Regions from separate parts of the Pan troglodytes genome. Here region 2 is linked to region 1. A link is a contact called in public Hi-C data. All regions are on one chromosome and are shown on one strand. Each heading gives the region's core, a stretch centred on a gene start, on an enhancer-like site or on the middle of the called end of the contact. The rest is flanking DNA. Distances are from core to core; before and after follow the strand shown. Region 1 has its middle 29 kb from the start of MASP1. Region 2 holds the start of SST (somatostatin).

Evidence for each region. Hi-C and Micro-C count contacts between places; a contact is called where the count stands out from the background.
Region 2: a Hi-C map of stem cell-derived neural progenitor cells shows a contact between it and region 1, with 6 times the contacts expected there. The contact joins the promoter of SST here to the enhancer-like site in region 1. A contact is called at or near these places in 5 of 7 Hi-C or Micro-C datasets (blood, induced pluripotent stem cells, a lymphoblastoid cell line and 1 more), 1 of 1 datasets of contacts at active chromatin or transcription factors (stem cell-derived excitatory neurons) and 1 of 1 other capture datasets (stem cell-derived neural stem cells).

What each region holds. Positions count from the first base shown.
Region 1 is chr2:190,493,914-190,499,771 of NHGRI_mPanTro3-v2.0_pri, forward strand. No RefSeq gene overlaps it. Among named protein-coding and RNA genes, the nearest start is that of MASP1, 29 kb to the left of the region's middle. Within about 2 kb of position 2,123, at least 4 of the 24 cell types and tissues checked have an H3K27ac peak or open chromatin away from gene starts, as enhancers often do. A contact at or near this core is called in stem cell-derived excitatory neurons, stem cell-derived neural progenitor cells and stem cell-derived neural stem cells, where this site is marked.
Region 2 is chr2:190,842,699-190,848,556 of NHGRI_mPanTro3-v2.0_pri, forward strand. SST (somatostatin) reads right to left here and starts at 2,874. Exons shown (of 2, transcript XM_526419.8): 1 at 1,968-2,874; 2 at 750-1,121. The coding sequence starts at 2,105. The coding sequence ends at 909.

The DNA.
Region 1 (5,858 bases), core at 873-3,372:
CTTTATTTCTCTTCTCCAATTAGCTCCTCTTCTCTATTGTCTGATTCTGCCCTCGTTTTTCCAATAAAACCGCTGCCAGGTGGAGCCATTAGGGACCCTCTGAGTGGCCACATCCAATCCACAGAGTAGGTATGAACCCGTTTTTTGTTCACACCTACTTTAACTTTCCTGCTGAGTATGTTTTTGTGAACGATTGTCTCCCTCTTAAGACAATCTTCCTTTAGTTTTTCACACATTGTCTGTTCTCCTTTCTCCTTCCTACACCCCGGACTGCCCCCCTTCAGCTGAAATCTCAAGGCACTCTTTCCCTTTCATCCCTTGCAAATTGCCTCTGTCTTTGACTGCCTCCTCCTCTCATTCTCCTCCAGTGACTCTTCAAGTGTGGCTCTGGAATCATTTGTGTCAGAAACACCCAAGGAGCTTTCTGCTTACTAAAGGTATGACTGGAGTTCTAGTCCAGAACGACTGTATGGAGTCTCTGGAGGTGGGTAGGAACAGGCATTATAAGCTGTCTCTCCTGGAGATTCTGACACTTTCCCTGGACCACACTTCCCCGCCCCCACTCCACACCCACCCTGACAGGGTCTTGCTCTGTCACCCAGGCAAGAGTGCAGTGGTATGATCACGATTCACTGCAGCTTTCATGTTCTGAGCTCAAGTGATCCTCCCAACTCAGCCTCCCAAGTACCTGAGACTACAGGCGTGCACCACCACACTTGGCTAATTTCTAAATATTTTGTAGAGATGAGGCTTTGCTATTTAGCCCAAGCTGTGGGTCATACTTTTTCTGTGTGTGTGTATGTGTGTGTGTGTGTGTGTGTGAGAGAGAGAGACAGGATCTCACTCTGTTGTCCAGGTTGGAGTGCAGTGCTGGGATCTCAGCTCACTGCAACTTCTGCCTCCCGGGTTCAAAAGATTCTCGTATCTCAGCCTGCTGGGTAGGTGGGATTACAGACATGCATCATTTTTGTATTTTTAGTAGAGACAGGGTTTCATAATGTTGCCGAGGCTGGTCTCAAACTCATGGCCTCAAGTGATCCACCGTCCTTGGCTTCCCAAAGTGTTGGGATTACAGGCACGAGCCACAGTGTCCGGCCTGTGGGCCTACTTTTTAATGCTTCCCAGTTCATCCTCTCCACTGCTGCCTTGACCCCATCCCATTGCTCTGCTCCTTAAAATCCTTCATGGGGCTCTCCTCCCTACAAACAGACGCTAAGCTCCATAACCTGGCATAAAGGACCTTCGGTGATTTGGTCCCTGTGCAGCTCTTGGGTCGCCCCCAACTCTCAAATCTGCTCTGTGCCCCGGAGATATCCTTAACACACCTGCTTGCTCCCACCCTGAGCCTGGCAGTTCCTGCTCTCCACCATGTTTCACTTGCACCCACCTTCAAATCTCAGAGTGGGAAACAGCTCCCGAACAAGAGGAAAGGCCTAAGCCCCAGTGTTGGCTCTGCCGTTGATAAGTCACATGACACATTGATTATACAATCCTTGAGCCCCAACTCATATGTAAGCAAAGAGAGGACTTTAAACTGATTTCAGTTTTGGAATACTTAAAAAAAATCAGAAATACAAACTTCGTACAAATGTGTTGTGAAAGGTGCAGTAACAAGTCGTAGCCACCAGAGAGCACTAGAGGATCTCATTCAGCACAAGCGCGGGGCTTTGTCTCCATGACTTAGACTTCATTCTGGGGGTGGTCTACTCGAATTTGGGGCTGATGGGTGCCATCAGCTCCATGCCTAAGCTTTATGTAAGAATATTATGAGACAGAGGAGCAGAATCTGTCACTTAAAAACTTCACTTTGGGGGAGGCAATGAAACTAGTCGTTAGTTGTCTTTAAATGCACAAATTTCAAAAGCAGCCCTTTCCATGCTGGCTGGTGCATTTTGAAGGCTGTCCCAGTAGTCCCACCCTACAGCTCATTTTTGGACCTCATATGCCGGACACATGGAGGGAGTTGTTTTGTTCGGGTTCTAGTGGAACCATCTGTACATTCCTCACTCTCTGTGGGGAGCAGGAATTGATCACAGGAAATGACCTCAGCTGCCTTGGGAAAGACGGACTTCCCATCCCTGGGGCTTTGAGCAAATCTGCTTAGTTGAGGGGCTGAGGAGGTAATTCTAGACCCTCCTGTGGCTGGGTTTGAATCTGAGACGCCTCTGAGGATCTGATGAAAGTCATGGACTATCCCCTCCAGAATACTCATAATATGCAGATTATTTCAGCAGCTTCGCAGACCTTTTATCTAGGAACCCAGGCTATGGACTATTTAGGGTTCCTCTCAGCTTTAAGAACCCAATGTCTTATAGTTGTACTTCATAACGAGCTATGCACATTAGCAGCTTTCTAATTTGTAGTAAGACTAAACTCTTGGTTATTTCCTCCGGAGAAGTGGGGGTGATGCATCCCACTGTTTAGGAATACCTCAATAGTGGATCATCCATCAGATCTGGGCTTTCCTATGAGCACTTCAGCCCCTTAGAGAGGGTGCATTCTGAAACTCTCCTGCAGGGGAGGCTAAAGAGCCACACATATCCCCAGTGAGTCCCTGCTCGCTGGGGATGTGTCCTGGCCACGCAGGGAGGAAGTGAAGCTTCTTGCCATGTTGGTGTCCACATCTCAGTCCTGAGCTTTCTTTGTAAATCTTTGTGTGTTCTGGGAAGCTCCAGGGCCTCTGCCTGCTTTTCTCTGCACTGTACAGCTCCTCCATATGCTCCTACCTTTGAAGTTCTTTGCATCCTGAAGCTTGTGACCTAGAAGCTTCATAAGACAAAATAGCTAGCAATGACCTTGGGATTAAGATTCTCAGTCTTGTCTTGACTCTGCCGTTTATTAACTGTGGGACTCTCGGCCTCAATTATAAAATAGGAATAATAACCCCTATTTCTTATCTTATTGGGTTCTTTTATTTTTATTTAACAAATATGCACGGAGCGCCTGTTACGTGCCACTCCTCGTCCTTAGCACAGTTGATAACAGTGAATGGGACAGACATGATTCTCTGTCTTGATGAAGCCGACAGTCCAGGGTAGTTTGAGAATCAAATCAGCAAGTATCTGAACACCTTCTGCTAACTACAGAGTGCTCTACTCACACACTCTTCCTACTGCTTTTGCTTGATAACAACAACCTTGATCTAGAGAGCAGTGAATCATTTGAAAATTCGTAACACAGCTCCCTTCTGAGCATACAGCAGTGCCCTTGTGACATGGTGGGTGCAAACTCTCCTGGGGGTCACAGGGTAGAGCCACTGACTCTCTCCCAGCCTTGACTGAACTCATAGGGTCTCCTGGGCTCTAGCAACAGCCATGTTTTCACCTTGTATGCGTTTTTTCCCCACAGTGCCCTGAGCCTTCCAGGAAAATTGATTCACCCAAACAAGCAGGTCAAGATTTCCATTTGATCTTATTGCTTCATGTGGTCCTAAATTCCCATAGCCATAGTTGCATATAGAAAGTAAATTAATATTAGTAATGGGGAGCTGGGAGGCCCTCAACTCCCATTTCTCATCTTATCCCCTTTTCCTCTCCAGGTCCACTGGCTGGGTCAGGCTCTGTGTCTGGGCAAGGAGCCATCAGTGGATGGGCTACAGATGAGCAGCAGTGGCCCAGTGGTTCTAACTGCTCAGAGGACTTCAGGCGAGAAAATGGGGCTCTTTCTTATCCCAAGGGCTCAGAAATATAAAATGTTGTCTCTAGCCTCTTCCCAATACTCCTCTCAGTTACAGAAATACCTGCTCCTCTTACCGGGTGGCTTTAAATGGACATCGAGGCATTCAGGCAAGACTTGCACGTTGAGGGGCTATGTTCACTCGGGAGAGGCTCTGTGTGTGTGAAGGTCACTAATATCTGCATTTTTATTGAGAACATGTCAGACTTGAGCTATTTCTGTTCCATGAAAATTATTCAGAAAACTAATTTTTCTGGACAGAGTGAAAAAGGCAGGGACGGGAGGAATTAATGATTAGGGATTTTGAATTCCTCTCTCTTGCTTCTGAGAAAATTGAAAAATACATGTCAGTTCTGCATTAAAGAAGACATGCAGCTCACGCCTGTAATCCTAGCACTCTGGGAGGCTGAGGCGGTGGATCACCTGAGGTCAGGAGTTCGAGACCAGCCTGGGCAACATGGTGAAACCCTGTCTCTATTAAAAAAAAAAAAAAAAATTAGCTGGGTGTGGTGGTGCACACCTGTGATCCCAGCTACTCAGGAGGCTGAGGCAGGAGAATCGCTTGAACCCAGGAGGTGGAGGTTGCGGTTAGCTGAGATCGTGCCACTGCACTCCAGCCTGGGCAACAGAGCAAGATTCTGTCAAAAAAATAAAATAAAATAAAATAAAAAAGACGTGAAATATTCATGTACAAAAAAATGTAAGGCAACCGCACGCACACATTCTCTGAACATCAGCAGTGTCCTAGGGGTGGGGTGAGGTGCTCTGAGGGCTCCCTCTAACTCAGCTGAGAGCAACTCTGCCCTTCCAGATGCTCAGCTCCAAAGCTGTGCTGGTGTTTCTGACCTCTCTTTTTCTCTCATGCCACACATCACACATCTGGCCAGCCAGGAAGTCCTACTGACTCCCTTTTTCAAGACATATCTAGTACCCACCCACCTGTCACATCTTCTACTGTCACTGCTGTGATCTGAGCTGTGATCACTTCTCTCCAGGATGATTGCAGTAGCCTCCTAGCTGGTCTCCCTACTTCTACCCTACACTCTGTTTTAAAAGCCACAGCCAGAGTCATCCTGTGAAGCAGAAGTCACATGGATTTATTAAGTCAGTCCCCTTGTAAGCCCTTCTATTAAAAACAATTTTTAAATGATTTGTATTTTCTACTGATCACTGGAATATCCTGACAGACTGTGCAGAGCCTGCTTGTTCTTTGTTTAGTAGCATTAACCATTACCAGCTCTTTGGCTAGAGTTTACTTCTTTTATTTATTCTTAAAGACAGAAAATTTCTGGAAATGAGATAACAGCAGAAATAGGTTGAGGTTTCTTCGAAGTTGTTAATTTTTACTTCCTGCTAGCTAAATTGGGCCTGTGGTTCTCCTGAGAAACCCAGAGCGGTGATTTTAGCAGAGCTGTGCCAGGGTTAGGTCCAAGGGATCCATTCAAGGCTGGCATAAGATATCGATTGGGGAAAAATCAAAGAGCCCATGCAAAGTCTACCGGAAATAAATGAGTCTTGGATGAGCTTCATTAATCTGCAAACATTCCCTGCGTTTTCCTCCTCGCCCATGGTCTTTTCCTTCAAGGGGTTCTTTGCCAACCAAGTTCCTAGATCTTTATAATGCAAATGTGATCTGAACAATGGGCGGTAATATTGATGATAGCAAATAATTATTAAGCACCCTTTTGGTGCCAGGCACTATTCTAAAAATTTTATATCCATTCATTTATTCACTCATCCAACAAATCTGTTTTGAGTATGTGAATACAAAAGTATCTGAGACGGGTCTCTATCAATGTAGAAAGTTTATTTTGCCAAGGTTCAGGACGCATCTGTGACACAGCCTCAGGAGGTCCTCATGACATGTGCCCAGTGGTGGCTGGGGCACAGCTTGGTTTTATGCATTTTAGGGAGACATGAGACATGTAAGATATACATTGGTTCTGTCCAGAAAGGCGGGACTACTCAAAATGGGGGTTTCTAGGTCATAGGTAGATACGAGACAAAAGCTTGCATTCTTTTGGGTCTTTGATCAATATTTCACTGAAGACACACGCTACATATAAGAAGGGGTAGAGGAGAAATGGTCTTTTATGCCTTAGTCTGGCTCAGTGAATCTGCATTTTTGCATAAGCAATACGACAGAGGAAGCAATTGGATATGCATTTGTCTCAGGTGAGCAG
Region 2 (5,858 bases), core at 1,624-4,123, 350 kb after region 1:
ATTGATAGAATTAAGAGAAGACTTGAGATATCTCCTTCAGCTATTTCATAATTATGATTTTGAGCTCCAATACCTGCAATATAGATAGCACTCAGTGAGGTAAGCCAATATGCATTTCTTGCAACCTATAGTACTTCCAGAAGGAATCTTATAATAAAAGTGATATTTCTCCCTGAGAAAAAATATCTTAAAAGCTTGCTTTTAAAACAGTCATTTAGCACTGTTCAATTAGAGAGGATTGTCAAAGAAGACACAAAAGCAATGGTATTTCTCTAGATAAATGTTTACAAACTAGAAACAAATTCAGAACCTCATTTTAGCTATTTAAGTCAGATTTTTTCTCAACCACTAAATGACTTTTTTCCTTCCATCTTTTCATATGTTATGTATTTTACATATCAACCTGGTAGATAGTTGGATTATTCAGCCGAACTATTCATACCCACTCATTTCAATAGTCCAACATATAATTTAGGTGTATTTAATATGTAATTAATGTTTATGTCAGCCTCTCCCAGTAATTATCATTGAATTAAAGTTTGAATCCATAGAGTTATGTGAAATTATTTCTGTTTAAAATGACTCATGTTATAATAGTTATCATTTAAAATGTAAACTTTATTGCCACCGAGAATTTTAAATAGATGTTTGTGAACATTGGAGTGCCTATCTCAAATAACTTTACTGAAACCGCCACTCAAGCTTATTATGTATTATTGAACAAAAAGATTTACTCAATAGAAATCAAATTCACATTTTTCATAATTTCACCATAATTTTATTTTGTATTTACAGTTTTCAGTTTCTAATGCAAGGGTCTCGCTGAAGACTTGGAGGATTAGGGAAGAGAGATGGGGTGTGGGGGCGAGGGATCAGAGGTCTGATATGGACAATACTAGTTAAGAAAGCTAACAGGATGTGAAAGTCTTCCAGAAGAAATTCTTGCAGCCAGCTTTGCGTTCTCGGGGTGCCATAGCCGGGTTTGAGTTAGCAGATCTCTGCAGCTCAAGCCTCATTTCATCCTGCTCAGCAGCCTGGGACAGATCTTCAGGTTCCAGGGCATCATTCTCCGTCTGGTTGGGTTCAGACAGCAGCTCTGCCAAGAAGTACTTGGCCAGTTCCTGTATAGGGCAGAAGGGATAGAAAAAGAGAGAAAGAGAAGTGGGGAGGACAATGGAAAAAATTTGAAAAGCCTAAATTAAAGAACAGATTTGGTCACACACAAAATCCAGTTTTTACAGCTGCGCATTTTTTGTCACATTTAAAATCAATCAAGGATATAAAAATAAGGATAGTTGCTATAATTACCAAGTTACACAAAAAGGCTTTAAGAGCTCAAATGTTTCTGCAACCTTTCTGTCCCTGTAGACTTAACACACACACACACACACACACACACACACACACCGTTCTGGTAAGATAAAGTGTGTGCCAACAGTTTAATTCAATTTTCACATCACGAGCTACAAAGTAGAATTGTTTTACCATTTTTACCAAGTAAACTGTAGGGGAACGAGACTTCTCACAATCTCAAACATACGGCGTTCGGTCTTTAGATTGCCCCTTTGCCCTAGTCCCGACGTTTGGAAGTGAGGTACGCTAAGAGGTAGCAGCTTCAGAGGTCTGCGTTTCAGCACCTGGGTCAGCGCTTCCCAGGGTCAGCACCAGGGATAGACGCCATTGTCGCTTCGTGCCCAGACAACTACCCAGATTTTGTAATTTTCTTGAATGCCAAGTAAGAACTCACCTGAACTGTGACCGACTGCGCTTATCATGGGGGAAAAAAAGAGTTAGAAGGGGATTCTAGCCTTTGATAGTTTTCTCAAGAGCTTCGGGAGCTGAGGGACCCAGAAAAGCACCAAAACTCTTTAGAAGGACTGAGCATCCCTTACGTCCAAACCAATGGGGCAGGAGCAAGGCTTAGGGAGGGCTGGAGAATCCGGGAGACGTCGAGGGAGTCTCCTTACCTGCTTCCCCGCGGCAGCAGCCAGGGACTTCTGCAGAAACTGACGGAGTCTGGGGTCCGAGGGAGCGCCGGTGACACCGCCCAGGGCCAGGACGATGGACAGCGCAGCCAGCGCGCACTGGAGGCGGCAGGACAGCATCTCGGCGGCGCCGGGAAAGCCGAGCTGGAGAGTGGCTGGTCAAACTCTAGGCGCGGATCAGCAGGCAGCAGCGATGGCTCCGAACCTCGCTCCTAAAGCGGCTTGTGTGCTCTCAACCGTCTCCCTCTGTTTTAAACTCTCTCTCTGACGTCAGGCTAGGAGGCGCCCCCAGATCTCACCAGCCCTTTTACGCACCATTAGCCTCGCAAAATCAATCACAGAAGACAGGGGAGGCGACAAGATCTAAAGTGGCTTACTTAAAAAAAAAAAAATACTGCACACGCACAGGCACACACAATTCCACACGCCCCACGATTTATACAATCTTTTATTTTCACTCAGTGCTATGAGCATACACATTCCACAATTTCACTCCCACACATGCACACTCAATTACACACAAACAGAGGCTCAAACACTCAGCTCTTAAGGAGCAAATACACTATCACCCTTAAATGCACACAAATGTACCCAGACAACTCCATCTGTCATCATACTCTAACATTTTAGGAAGGCCCAACAAGCAAAAGGGCATGTGTATGGTAGGTGGAGATGACAATCATTCCTCTAATAACAGATTTGAGAATGAAATATGGACAGTAGAAGGACTGAGCCCTCTTTATTTCCTCCATTATCTCATAAAAAGCCTTGAAGATGTAACGTGGCTCTAAAACAACTTCACTTTTCTCTACAATGGGGTAGAAGGTACCTCTGGCTCACCCTCCCTCCCTCTTTCTCAGCAACTGAGACTTCTGATCTACCTGCCTTTCTATTGTGACCATATATATGTATGAGTGTGTGTATATGTACAGGAGGGAAAGCGAGAGAGAGAGAGAGAGATTGAAATGGACTTCATTTTGGTGCTGAGAAATTTAGAGCTGGAAGGCAATCTAAGAAATTATTCAATAAACCTCAGAATTTGAATCAGTAAGGCAGAGTAATGGTCAGTAAATTGTTCTCCTTCACATACTGCACACTTTGAGCAAAACCAGACCTCCACATTCCAAAGCCATTGTTCCTTCTACTGAGCTCTGAGTTTTCTAACAGATTCCTGGCCGGTAAGCATATTCTTATGTCAGGAAGCCCCAGTTTACACATATAAGGTCTAGGAACTCCCAGAACATATGTGGCCACTATTGTATATCTATATGTGGAAAGGATCAAAAGATTCTTGGTTAAATTCAGCTCTGCCTGATCTCCTAGAAACAAAGAAAGTTTAAGAAAACCTGTCCTTGAATTCTGATTGAACTCTGGTTAAATGTTTACTGTTCAGGCCAGAGTTCTGACTGCTTTTATCTAAATAATTCCTTACTGAGGAAGGACCAGCTAATTTCCTAGCATGGATGAGATGATCCCTACAGGATCTTTAAGAGCTGTTATCTTGTGAGCTTCAAAAAAGCCAATATTAGCTAAAAAGATATGCTGCATCTCTGGAAACCATGCGAAGCTCACATTAGGTATTAAAATATTCTCAGTACTTAGACCTGAACCACAGTGTTGAGAGGCAGAAGGGTTTGGGAAGTATCCTGAATGGCTTGAATAATTGTCACTATTTCTTTTTGTGCCTGTAATCCAAGGCAAAGCAGAAATGCACAGCAAGAAGTGTTTAAGTTTCCAGGTCTTGACAAGGCCAGCCAAGACTACGCACAAAGTGGGGCATTAAAAAGTCATTCACATGTGTTGGAGTAGTCTAAGAGATCAATGAATCTGGAGCTGTGGAACCCAGTCCTAGGAAATACATGTTATATTCTCTAAATCTTGCAACTCTCTCTGGCCGCTAAGGACTCAGAGTTTAGTTCTATCACTGTGACTGTCTCTAGGTACCTCCAAATGATCTCATATCTCCTGTACCCAGGATGTGGTCTTTGGCATACCCACTGAGTAGGAAACGAGGATTTTTCCAAAGCAGGAGCCAGCCAAAGAACAAATAGCAGCTCCCCATCTTCCCCTGTGCTCTAGGATCCCTTCTGTCTCCTTCCCCAGACGCTTGCTCCCCTCCTTCCACATCCTTGTCCTCTCCCTCTACACTTTCTCCTCCTTCTTATTCCTCCTTTTCCTTAACCTTTCTGCAAATTTATGTTTCAGAATTTTCCTCACTCAATCCTTCTTTTGTCCCCTCTCTTGACTCTGTATCCTCATTCCTTTGTTTTTCTTGCTCTTCTCAATCATTTTCTGACTTTGGTCTGGGTCAGCCCGGCTCTTTCCCTGCCTTCTCACCCTGCTTAGCCAGTGCCTATCCCAGTCTCTGCCTCAAGACATCTCTCCCTCTCTTTTCTCTCCTCTTCTCTTTCTTCTTCCCTCCTCAACTGCTTCTCACCAAAAACAAACAAACAAACAAAAAACCTCATGATGTCTATCTGTTTAAGTACCTACTTATGAATAGTAAACAGTTGCTTCCCTCATACCCTGCTGAAGAGCTGAAGCTGTAAATGAGATGACTTAAGGGTTTTGCTTTTGTTGTTTTATAACTCCTGGAGAGTTATGAGTCTGAGAACCACTTATCAGAGAAGCCAGGACAAAAAGGGACATAAATTCTCCCTTAAGCCCTCCATGGCCAGTTATAGCTTAAAGATTGGTTTAGCATGAAGCACTTCAAACTTTCCCAACCTGAGCCTTCTGTAATCAACCCCCAGGGCATCTCTCCCAAGTCTCAAAGCTGGAAGGGAAAAGTGTTTTGTGGTTGTATTGGGGAACCTATTGCCCAGACCAACCAAACTCACTAGGAATCCTTACCCAGTCCTCTGTTGCTCACAAAACACTTTCTCATCCAACACTTCAGGGCATGCTATTCCCACCTCACAGAGGAGGAAACTGAGGTCCTGAGACCTTCAGTGCCTTACACGAGGGCACACAGGCAGGAAGTGGCATGGTCACAGGGAGAAAGTTACTTCACTTGAGAAAGCTTCATGATTCCCTGACTCAGAGATGCCAGAGATTCCTGGCTGAGCAGTCTGCAGCCGGGATACATGCACCTCTAGAAGGCATCCAGGCCTCTTTCATGTGCAGCTTTTTCTGGACAGGATATGATTTCCCACCTCCCTTGTGGAATGTACATTTTGGAGTGGCTACCTGCCAATATAAGGAGTAGAAACTTATTTTAATAAAAAGCAACATAATCTGTGAATAGACATAGACATTCAATGTTAAGCAATGCAAGGAAGGAGAAAGTGTCTGTACTGGGAGTCAAGAGACCTGGGCTCTAGCCTGATTCTGCCACAACCAACTGTGGGACATCTTCTCTGGGCCTTGGTTCTTTATTTGCAGAATAAAACTTGGCAGGTCATCTTTGTGGTTCCCTCCAGCTCTGATAATTAATGAGTACAAATTTGAGGAAATAAAAAGGCAAAGTAGAATATACTATTATGTTAAGATGTTATTATTCTCTCAAGATGAGAATTTTATATTGGAAAAGAACCTGGTTTTTACGTAATATCAGAAAGGAGGCTGAGTGCAGAGGACATTTCCCAGGCCTACTAGAAGATGTATTCTTGACTCTTGCTTCTGCTGCTGACCTGCCTTTCTCACTCTGGACCTCAATTTCTCCATCCATAAAATTGATTCACTCAACCTCTTTCTACAGCTAATTCTAGAGAAAATTTGCTAGACAGATGCCAATGATATAGCAGTGAACTGGATAGACAGAGTCCTCATGAGAAAGACAAAGAATAAACATGTTAATCAACATGTATTAGGGTTAAAGCAAAGTATAGAGCATAATGGTAGGCGGGAGATACTTCTGAGGAGGAGCTCTTT